Regions from separate parts of the Mus musculus genome. Here region 1 is linked to region 2. The links are chromatin contacts, called in public HiChIP or PLAC-seq maps. All regions are on one chromosome and are shown on one strand. Each heading gives the region's core, a stretch centred on a gene start, on an enhancer-like site or on the middle of the called end of the contact. The rest is flanking DNA. Distances are from core to core; before and after follow the strand shown.

Region 1 (5,717 bases), core at 3,042-5,541, 230 kb after region 2:
AGTCAAAGAGACTAAAGTACACTTTTCACACAATGAACAGCCAACAGAGACCAACTGGTGCTCCAAAATACATTTCTAAAAATCACGTGCTAATTAGGACTTTTCAAATAAAGACTTATAATGAAGTACAGCTGGCAAATGAACTGCGGCCCCTTCATCATCCTACGGCTTGCAGAAACTTGACAATATTTACCAAGTGTAATGACTTAGGATTTCTTAAATAATTGTCTCAATTAGAACAAATTGGCCAATCTGTGAATGCTGCAACACACGTCAGTCCATCAGGCTGCAGGCTCTCTAACGCCATCACAGGTGTAATGGTTCCTGGTGGGAGCCGGAAATCAAAACTGAAAACCACTGTAGTTTGCATTTGTCATGATCGTCTCCACACATTTTTAAAATGCTCAGATGAGGTGTCTCTATGCCATCACATATCTACCATGGATTCTGACTTGTACTTTCATTTGTAAAGAAACTATCCATATGAATATATAGAGAAAATGTGATATAAAATACTTACCGTCTTTTGTACAACTAAGAACATGCTGCTCAAAATAGACTATACTTTTTCAAAAAAAAAAAAGCTGCAATTTTTCCACTTTATTCTCTTTTGTGTGTTGAGTGGACCTGACCCAAACCCAGGTCTTGACCCTGCTAAGCATAGACTCTTAACTAAGATCAGTCTCTTACTAAGGTCAGACTCCTTAACCTCCAGGTTCCTCTGCTGCTGAACGACAGCGGCCTCGTCTCGGGTGGAGACGGGAGAGGAGTAAAACCTGTGGATGAATCCAGAACAGTCTAGGACCCGCGCACCGAGAGCTGGCGTAACTATGCACATCCTGAGATACCTAAACGCTATTCTGTCATGCCCGGATGCTGAGGAGTTAATGTGTGATGGGAAAGGAAGCCAGGAGGGCCAGGCTTAGGGAGGGGACTGCAGCAGCTTCAGGGTAGATGTCTCATAAAAGGCTGCGGCAGAGGTTGCAATGCGTGGTTTTCATTTCTTTTTCAGTTATTATCACTTCCAGATTTAAAGTCAAATGGAGGGCTGGTGAGATGGCTCAGTGGGTTAGAGCACCCGACTGCTCTTCTGAAGGTCCAGAGTTCAAATCCCAGCAACCACATGGTGGCTCACAACCATCCGTAACGAGATCTGACACCCTCTTCTGGTGTGTCTGAAGACAGCTACAGTGTACTTACATATAATAAATAAATAAATCTTTAAAAAAAAAAAAATTAAAAAAAAAAATAAATAAATAAAGTCAAATGGAAGGAGCAACAAATTCATCCTATGAAGAAAAATATTTAACTCCCCGAATATCTGCAGGATCACTAAAGTAATTCGATGGTGAATGTTTTTACATAGTTCTGTTATCAGTGAAATTTATCATACAGAGTTAAAGGAACTTAAAGGCTGTGAATGTAAGACTTTTTATTACAAGTACTTTAGATCTGGGGGAAAGCAGTAGTAGTAGTAGTAGTAGTAGATTTTGATGTGAGCTTGGAAAAGTGCATCTCTCTTCACAAAGACTTGTCTACTATCTCTTTATTCAGGTGAAATAGAATTAGAATCTATTGTTTAATGTATAATGTCTATAAATCATATAAAATCATATTTTAGTTAGAACTTGGATTTCTCCCCACATTTGTGTTTATAATTTCAAGTTACTGTGCAGTAATTCAGAGAGACATGTGATCTTTTTTTCCCTTTTTTAAAAAAAAAACAGGGTCTTACTCTGTAGGCCACACTGGCCTTGAACTTGCAGAGATGCACCTGTCTCTGCCTCCAGAGTGCTAGGATGAAAGGCCTGGGCCACCACAGCTGGGCTGGGTGTGTATTCTTCCAGGAAACCCTCAAATTCTTCCAGCACTTAACTATTTTTAAAACTCCTCACTGAAAGTTTCTGTCTTTAAGGGGGTGTCAAGATGCCACATGGTTTTGATTCACCAGAGAATTTTGATATTTACAACAAAATTCAGAGATTTCTAAAACTAGACCCTCTGAGAATTTAAAAACATGCACATAGCAAACCAAAGATTTTGCATACTATATAAGGACAACCAGACTTAAAAAATTTTTTTTCTACTATAAATAGTGTTTTCTAAGTTTTCAAGTGGACTTAGGTGCTTGCACTTGGCCCTGAGTGACATTTACTTTCTTTACAAACCAGTATCATAGGTGTTCTACAAGAGAACGAAATCCTAGCTTTGGATTAAGAGAGAGAGAGAGAGAGAGAGAGAGAGAGAGAGAGAGAGCCCGAGAGAGCGCGTGCTCACGTGAATGTCTAAGCTCAAGTATGTGCGGTGCCTGGGTGAGAAGAAAAACAGCCTAATAAGTAAAATGACAGTTTATGAAGCCTATAAAATTCTACCTTGGATCGAATTCAGACTCACAAACTTCCCAAGTCTTTGAGTTTGCCTAGAGCTACAGAAAAGAAAAGAAAAAAATTAAAATAGCGCCCCCCTCCTCCCGCATCAAAACCTACATTAAATGCATGTAAAGGACTTAAAACCTTCATTCACTGTTGTCCTAAGGGAGGGAGCACGCTGACTCTTGGAGAAGAGAAAAACAAAAAATCCGAAAAGGGAAAGAAGGAAAAAGCAGGAAGCAGGAGAGAGGGAGGAGGGGAAGGGAGGGGGCGCAAAGACCACAAGATTTAATGTATGACATTAGCAGCGACCCGAGACCCGCAGAAGCCCACTCGGGAAACAGTACACCAGTGGTTCTCAACCTGAGGGTCTCGACCCCTGTGGTGACTGAACTAATTTTTCACTGGGGTCGCCTAAGACCATTGGAAAACACAGATATTTGCATGACGTCTCATAACAGTGGCAAAATTACAGTTATGAAGTAGCAACGAACATAATTTTATGGTCGGGGGCACCAAACATGAGGAACTAGATTCAAGGGTCACAGCATCAGAAAGGCTGAAAACCACCACACTAGAGGCTCAGGGCGCTGCTTAGCATATTGACTGCAAAGTGTCCTACCTGTCAGTGTGATTCTTTGGTCCGTTGTCACCGAGAGGACGTGGTTTTCATGCACTTTCCAACTGCCCAAATTTGGAGAGGTTGTCTGCGCTCCGGGAACTTTGGGTGCTGTCCCGCGATCGCGACCCTTCATCCCCAGGGACAGCAGACGTCCTTTGTACATCCACTTCTGCAGTTTCTTGACAGTCACCGCAGGTGGCTTGAGGGGAAGATCCTCCGGATGGTCCTCTTGGCTGCTGGATATCACAGAGGTCCCCACAGGATCCTTAAAGGGTCGTCCCGAGGACCCGCTGGGGTCATGGCAGATGGGAGGCAGGAGAGCGGCGGACGTAGCAGCCCTGTGGCTGCCCGGGCTCCAGCCGTCCATCCCACCTCCACGTGGCTGGGGCTCGTCCCTGTCCCGGTGCGCACCGCACCTGATGCAGCTGTCGCTCGCCCACCGCTGGAGCAGAGGCGGCCGCCGGCTCACGCGGAGGCTCTCGAGACTTCTGCAACTGGACAGTTGTATCCGAGGACTGGGAGGCCGTCCCTCTCTCGACTCCGTCGGAGGCGACCGGGGCGGGGACACCTGCTGCGGAGGGCGGTCGCCGCCTCGGAGGCTGCAGGCTGGGCGCACGGCTGCGCCGCGGGGGAGAGGCGGCTGCTGGCCCTGAGCCCGGGCTCCCGCGGGTCCGCCCCGCCGCGTGCCCGAGTCAGGGGGTAGGTCGTGCATGGCCTGGATCAGCAGATAATAGGCCTCTCGCAACTGGGTCTGCAGCCTGCCCGTCTCCAGGCGGCCGCCCTCCATCCCCGGGGAGGAGCCCGGCGCTCGGGAAGGCGAGGCCCGCAGCGCCTCCGCCCCCTCGGGCGCGCAGCCCGCCGGCAGGTTCTCGTAGTAGTCGGCGCCCTCGTCCTCCCCGTCGTCGTCGCCGCTGCCCCAGGCGCCTGGGGAGGCGCGAGCAAGCGCGCGGCCCAGAGCGGCGGCCTCCTGCGCCCCGCGAGACCATGGCACCCGCGCGCCCGGCTGCTCGGTCCCCCATGCGGGCCGCTCCATACCGGGGCCCGCGAGCTCGTGGGGCGGCGAGCGTCCCTCGGAGAGCGAGGCCGCCACGGAGTCCGCGTGCAGCCCGAGCGCGCCGGGAGCGTGCCGCTCTCGGAGCCGGCCGAGCGTCCTCCGCAGGGGCTCCGCCATGAGCGCCGCCCTCAGCAGCCCGGCTCGCCCGGGGCGCGGGGCGGGCTCCGAGTCCCGCGCGGGCGGAGGCGGCGGCTCTCCATGACCACGGCCGGTCCTCGCCAGCTCCTCACATACTTGGCATAACTCGGCAGCGGCGGGTCGGTAGAGGGGGGCGCGGGCGCCGCAGCGCGCATGCCCCGGAACTAGAGCCGCGACGGGGCGCGCGGGCCAACACGCGGCGTTCCCGAGGTGGGCGCTCCGGGGGCGGGGCCTGCGCGGCTGCAGAGAGGGAAAGGTGGAGCGGGTCGGGCTGCCACCCCGCCAACCGCCCCGGCCCCTCCCCGCTGCCCCCTGCGCGAGGCGGGGCTCCGGTGCAGCAAGTCCTAGCTTGAGAGTAACAAAGACTGTTTGGACCGACCAAGTGCGAGTGCAGGTGTATCTCACAGGAGCGTTGTCCCCAAGATGTTCTGATCGGTTCCCTGCTCCCCGGAACTGTTGGAAAGGAATTTGCGGGGCTAGAGAGGTCGCTCGGTTGTAAGGATCGCTGGCTGCTCTGGTGTAGGACTCCAGTGTCAGGGGTTCCGAAGCCCTCTTCTGGCCTCCGCTGGCACCCGGCATGCGTGTTGTAAACCGTCATAGGTGCAGGTAAAACAACCATGCACGTAAAAATAAACAATAAAAAAGAAATCTGTAGCAAATCCTATTCAATAAGGAATTTTTAAAAAAAGTCCTTTATGTACTAGATCACTTCGGTTCCCTCTTTTTCAAATCTGTTTCTCCTTCTGTAAAAATGATACCTTCTCATCCAACGTTAATCCCTAGATCAAACAAAACTTGTTAAATGGAACCACAGATAAGAGCCCCGGGTACAACTACCAAACTAAAAGCGCTAGTTTACAGCTTTTAAATGTAAAAATGCTAACTGAAATTCAGTGTTCACTGGGTCGAAATAGAGAAAGGGTGAAATTTGGAAATACCTACTCTCAATACCAAACCCTGCCTGGCCTGGCACTGATCGATAAGAATCAGTGTTGCCATCATCTCTGATTTCAGCTATACTTTTTGGTTGTTATGCATTGGGAATGACCTTTGAGCCACTCATACCGCACAAATATCTAGCACATGCTTGCACTTAGTAGGTACTCAAGTCCTCCAAAAGTGGTAGTTGAGTGAATGGTCCTTACTTATTCCAGTATGGTCCTCCATGTAAGCCCAGCTGCTTTCTGTGCCTAAACGCTCCATCCTCTCAGCTCACTTGGATCTGTGCCGTTTGTTAGCGCCTGGCTCTCTGCCTTTGGAGTCATCCCCCTGTATCTGTATGCGTGTAATCTTCCCTGTGCTAGGCTTGGTGTGGTGGTATACTTGCTTGTGGAAGGAGGCTTAAGATGGAGGCAGTAGGAGGACAGCCTGAGGCCCTCTCTCAAAAAGCTAAACAAAGGAACAAAGAAACTGACAGGAGTGCCCCTCAGGTGAAGGCAAAGCTTTCAAGCCTAAAGATTTGAGTCAATTGTATCAAGACCCACACCCTGGAGGTGAGGAGCCATTGCTTTGTGACCTGAGACTCACTCCAAAA
Region 2 (5,941 bases), core at 1,451-3,950:
CAGGACGGAGAAGGCTTGGTGCTTATAGAGAGCACTAGCCAGATAGGAGCAGGCCTGTTGTAGGTTAGAGATGAAATGTCTCCCATAAGTACTGGGGCTGTGGGGGACAAGGCTTCACTGGAGGAAGTGGGTTTCTGAGGGAGGACCCTTGAGGTTTATCGTCGTGTTTCTTGCCCCTTCTCTGTGTCCCGATTCCCCAGTGTGAGCAAGCAGATCTGTTCCTGATCCTATCACCATACTGGGCTATGATCTCAAATCGTAAGACAACATAAATCTCCCTGCATAACTTCCTGTCTAGCCTGTGGTCCCAGCAGTGAAGAAAAAGGGAAATAATCCAAGGTTCTTGTCCAGGAAGGCAGGCAAGCATGAGGAAAGTGTGTATGCTTAAGTCACCTGTGGATTGGACTCTCTGCAGACTCTAACTCGAACAATGGACAAGCATGGCTGGGTTCATGTGAATGTCAGCTCCTTAATGTTTAGAAGGGGGAAAGGGCACCCGCCATTTTGGTACTCTCTGTATGTGAAGGACCCTCGGGTCTTCTCTTTTAATCTTGGGAGTTGAGTGTAATCTTCAGTTTTACAGATGAGCAAATTAAGGCTTAGGGAAGTAAAACAACGAGCCTTGGAGCACAAAGCCAGGCTGGCTGGAAAGCCTTGGTCTCCCCCGTATGCCACATTAGTAACGGCGTGAGCCTCATCTGAGCCATTTAGAAGCTTAACCCCTTTGCTGGGCATCATCACAAGCCAGGAAGCATCTGAACGAATGTAGATGCCGAGCCGAGTGGCTAACGCGTCATCTGCGTTATATCAAGTCACACGCAAGTTCTAACGATGATTTTACCCCTTGTCCCGGCCCAGAGGACGACTTAGGTATGATGGATGCTGATCCATAGGAGGAAGATGGAGAGCTTAGGGAAGCAGCCAGCCACCCTTAGGCATGAGTGTTGGACTTTCAGAGACAGACAGACAGACAGACAGACAGACAGACAGAAATTAACACTGCGACATCCCCAGTTCAGATGAAGTTACCTGAAAAAAAATCATCTCATATTTAATGTTCTCATGAATGAGAATCATGTAAATAAGCTTTTATTGAACATCTTAAAGAACAGCCAGACCGAATTAGAACTGGTCTGATACAAAGACTTGCACTTGCTGAATGCATTCAGCAAGATATAGAAGAGTGGTATCTGTCTCTAAATCAAAGAGAAGAATCAAGGTTTTGAATAATGCTAAAGAATAAAAAGTATAATAGGAAAAGACCTCCTAAGCGGTCTATTTCACTAGCTGTGTGGTCGTGACAAGCGGTGTAAGTTTTGTCCCATGGTTAGATGTCCGGGGTCACAGGTTCTCAAGGTATAGATCCCACCTAACAGGCAGTATTTGTTGGTTAGAGGTTTTTAGAATGGCTCAGTTTGCTTAAACAAACAGTATCGAGGCTGTTCTGATGGAGTTCCTTCTGGTGGGAGCAAGAAGGGAAATTCTAATCACTTGTCCACTGGATTCAAATCTTTGGACCCAAACCTCACTAGCAGCAGGATAAGCAAATATCGGTAGACAGCAAACCCAAGAACTCTCTTTAGCAATTCAATCGAGGGGCATTAAGTGAAGGCTGGGCATGCACTCAACTTTCACACACTTGCAAAAAGGAGTCTGTCTAGGTCTAACATTCACTTTGTCCTCAGACTTACAAATTACAAGAAGGAGCCCTGAAGAGCCTAATGTGACATTCCAAGACCAAGAGTTGGGCAGGAGAAAAGTGTGCAATGGCAGGGGCAAATTATGAAACATTTAGGGAAAATCATCCCATTTACAAATTAACCTCTAAGTGCTTTGGAGGGCCCTGCCCATGATCCCATTAATAAAACTAAATTGTTTCCAAGATTCAGCCAGTCCTTAAATCACAAGCCTGAGAAAATTCTAAGCAGCTTCTGATAGCTGCAACTTGCACAGAGAAGGCAATGAAGAAACTGCTACAAAACAAAGCACTATTGTGGCCCGTGATGTGGGAGATGGGAGACCTTTGGCTCATCCCGCACAACCCTGATAGCGTTCAGAGCTGGTCATGGTAACTATTTCCCAAATCTTGAGACGCACGCACTCGCCTCGAGATTTTACCAACAGACAGACCACCACACCGGTGAAACTAACTGCAAGGTGGGAAATGTCACCTCCCAGGGATCCCGGGGAGAACCCGTTTCCCATCACCATATAACTTCCCAGAGTTTGGAAAGAAGCGCCCCTGCAAAGCGCGTCGCGATGGAGCCTGGCACCCCTGCTCCCGGCCCGTCAGTCCCCAGCCGAAGCCGAAGCAGCCCGGCTTTTGCATCTGCATTGCTTTTTGCTCTAGGGAAAACACGAAGTGGGAAAGCGCAGGGTACGCCACACACCGCGAGGAAAGTTCCGCCCCAGGAGTTTGGAGAAATGGATTAGAAACCAAAGAATCCCCCCAAAAAGCCCCGGCCCGCAGAGGCTCCGGGAACCTCCCATCCCGCGCTGCGCACCGCACTCACCGCTGTCGCTCGCCCGCGCCGCCGAGCCCGGGAGCCGAGCGTCCCGCCGCTGTCGCATGCCCTCGGGGGAGCGCGACGGGGCGAGCAGGCTCCGGCCAGCCAGCAGCGGAAGACGCGGAGCAGGCAGAGCCAAGCGCCTGCTCTCCAGCGTCCGCGGCGACGCGCCGGGAGTCCCGGGCAACTTTGCTAGGACGAGGGGGTGGAGAGGTGGAGGGCGGCCCGGTCCCGCCCGCCAGCCCGCCCGGCCTGTGCCTCTGCAAGTTCCCACGGGAGCGCGCCCCCCGCCGGCCAGGCTCGGATCGGCACGGCAGAAGGCCAGCGGTCCATGGAGGCGCTCTGCCTTGGTTGGGGACCTGGTGCCTATGGGGCAGCCAGCTCTGAGAGACTACCTAAGGTCCCCTAAGGGGACAGTAGCATCTAGAGGCCCTACACAGGGAGCCATACCTCAGAAAGATGCCCAGACTGAAACTCATTCCTCTGACTCTCTCTATGATGGAAGATACCTATTTGAGGTGTCTGCTGGGAAGCATATCCCTACCCCCACACTACTTACGGGAGGCAGGCTCTCAGCCAGGACCAAACCTGATACCCTAAAGCCTGAACCCCAAAGCTGCTCTAGAGTTCAAGCAACCCCAGAGGCCAAGAACAGGTCACCTTTGTGTTACAAGAGGGAACAAAGCCTGCTTAAGTTTCTCGTGGGAGTCATTTTGGCCTCCCGCAGTCAACAGTCCTGAAGGTGCTGTTTCAAAACTGACCCACCTTTGCTTAAGGCCGGGGAAAGGAAAGCAAGAGTAAAAGGCTTCTCTGCCCTAAAAACCAAATTCTGGGTCCCTGCATGCTAGAAGGTAAGCTGAGGACAAGATCCTGTGAAGTGAAGTCATTCTTAGGCAGCCCGGGGCACTTGGGAAACGTCTAGAGTGTGGGTTCGGACGTACTTCACCATCCGTTCAATCATGTGCATTCAATGGGACCCATCTCTGTACCACCGATGGCTTAGTTGGTCAAGTGCATAAGCTCAGATTGAATTTGATCCTCAGTCGAGTCATCTTGCCTCACCCACCCACAAGCCCTGTGCTGGAAAGGTGGAAACAGGACGATCCTTGGGTTTTGCTGGTCAGCCTGTCTAGCCCACGGATGAGCTCCAAGCTCTGCTAGAAACCAGGTGTTAAGAAATTGAGGAAGACACCGGAAGTTAACTTCTGGGTTCCGCGCGCGCGCGCGCGCACACACACACACACACACACACAAGCACACACACATGCACGCAGACTCTTAAGATGAAATTTAAGGATTATCTTCTTTCAACCCTTGTTGGGTCAGGGGTGTCCCACTTCTTTTCCAGATATTTTTATAAGTAAAACCAAATTAAAATTAGTACCACTTAGTAAAAACAAATGAAAACCAGTACTTCAAACGGCAAGCTCGAAGATGACTACTGGCTGGAGAGTCACTCAGAACCTTTTAAACAAACACTCACCAAACAGCCTCCTTGTGCTCTTATATTTCTGGGAAAGCAAGGAGTCACAGCCTTGTTTCGCAAAGGTAGAGGGGGTTTCAGACTGCAGCCTTGAAGGAGCTGTGCCCCTGCTGCACCCCACGTGTCTTGGTGTTGTAATGTGAGTGCTACAAGAAGTTAAAAAGTAAACAAACGAACAAATAAACAAGAATAAAGGAGTCGCAAGCCAGGATCCAAGGATGAGTTTCATGCCTGGTTTGTGGAAAGAGAGAGGCCCGTGCTCCTCTCTCCACTCTTGGACCTGCAACCATACAGACAAGAATTCACACGCCCTTCCCTTTGGGAACAATCTTAACTGAGGTTATGTTGAAATTCGCCGCCCTGGACTAATTAGCAATGAGGCTGCCTCCAGAAGCTAGCAGATGTGTGAAAAAATGGGAGTGCATCAAGGGAGAGATGTAAGTGGTACCGTCCACGTGGCGGGAGGGGGGCATGAAGCCTGCACCTGAGAGAGGAAATCTTGGCAAGGATAGCAAATGGGAGGGAGAAGGGATCTGGTTTCTTTAAGACTGTAGTAGTCCCTGGGCATCAATCATGCCCATTACAAGGCCACAAGCCCGAGAACGTGTGGGGAGCACAAACGGGACTTGGGTGATGTAAAAAGAACAAAAATGAAGACACGAAGTTGGATGGGTAGGGAGAAGAGCGTGGATCTGGGAGGGGTTAGGGAGAGGAGTAACTATGATCACAACATATCATACAAAGATCTCAAGGAAGTAACTTCTCTAGAGAGAATAGTCTACTCACAGATCCTGTTGAATACAAAGATACTTAGGAGAGTTCATCACCTAAAAGCAACATTAGTAAGATAATCCTGATGTTAATCCACGTCACTGATGGGGCGGGGCTTAGATCTTTGCCACTGTAAGGTTCACAAGCACAAGGAATGAACTTAGCAGGGAGCAAAGCTCGCTGTCTTCCAGAGGACCATTGTTTGCTTCCCAGGACTTCTGTGCAATGGCTGACAGTCACCTGTGACTCCAACTCCAGATCCAGTTCCTTCTTCGTGTCTACTTGGGCACCGGTGTGCAAGTAACATCAATAAATACAGACACATGTACATAAATACAAATAAACACAAATCTTAAAAAGTTATCGAAACAGCCATGAAGTAGGAAAATATTAATATATATTTGCTTTTTAAGTTTAGGGAGAACTTAACCAAAAAGGTAAAACATCACAAGAAATAGCCATTGATTTTACTATATGCTAAAAGTTCTATCTGCGTGTAACAAAAATAATATTTTAAAATAACAATCCACTAACGAGTAGGAGAGAAAACTGTCGACAGCTGATGGTGGCTGAAAGATCAGTGCCTTCCTGTGGTGTCTGTTGAAAGGCACAGAGGAACTCCTGAAAGCTTTTTGTTTACTGATGTGTGTGTATTTCACATGCACACATTTGTGTGTATGTGTGTGCATGTGTGTGCATGTGTATGTGTGTGCATGTGTATGTGTGTGTATATGTGTATGCATGTGTGTATGTGTGTGTGTGCATGTGTGTACATATGTGTGTATGCATGTGTCTGTATGCATGTTTGTGTGTGTGTGTGTGTGTGTGTGTGTGTGTGTGTGTGTGCCAGCCAGGTGTTAGTGTGTGCTCTTGGAGATCAGAAGACATCCGATTCCTTGGAGTTGGAATTACAAACATTGGAGATCCTGTTCTGGGACCTGAACTTGGGTCCTCTGGAAGAGCTCTTAAGTTGAGCCATCTCACCAGCCTCAAGAAATTCTAATAGTTAAATTTTTAATATAAAAACAGAAAATTAGCCAAGTAAACCAACAATTAATGTTCTCATGAACGAAAGTGGCCAAAAATATGTGATAACATTTTTAACAGGTCTAACTGTAAAAGAAGAATAAACTCAAATGAGACACTACTTACTAGACTCCAAACTGGAAACTACTTTAGT

The links. HiChIP or PLAC-seq counts read pairs in DNA pulled down with a chosen protein or histone mark.
Region 1: a contact with region 2 is called in an HNF4G HiChIP or PLAC-seq map of pancreatic cancer cells. The contact joins the promoter of Syde2 here to the promoter of Lpar3 in region 2. A contact is called at or near these places in 6 of 39 promoter capture datasets (the 3T3-L1 cell line, hippocampal neurons, liver and 2 more), 1 of 484 Hi-C or Micro-C datasets (embryonic stem cells), 3 of 115 datasets of contacts at active chromatin or transcription factors (embryonic stem cells, extraembryonic endoderm stem cells and pancreatic cancer cells) and 2 of 9 other capture datasets (adipose tissue and liver).

What each region holds. Positions count from the first base shown.
Region 1 is chr3:145,986,444-145,992,160 of GRCm38.p6, reverse strand. It overlaps Syde2 (synapse defective 1, Rho GTPase, homolog 2 (C. elegans)), which reads right to left and starts at 4,291. Exons shown (of 7, transcript NM_001166064.1): 1 at 2,992-4,291. The coding sequence starts at 4,162. Gm35352 (a long non-coding RNA gene) reads left to right here and starts at 4,666. Exons shown (of 3, transcript XR_376174.3): 1 at 4,666-4,789.
Region 2 is chr3:146,217,720-146,223,660 of GRCm38.p6, reverse strand. Lpar3 (lysophosphatidic acid receptor 3) reads right to left here and starts at 2,700. Exons shown (of 3, transcript NM_022983.4): 1 at 2,514-2,700.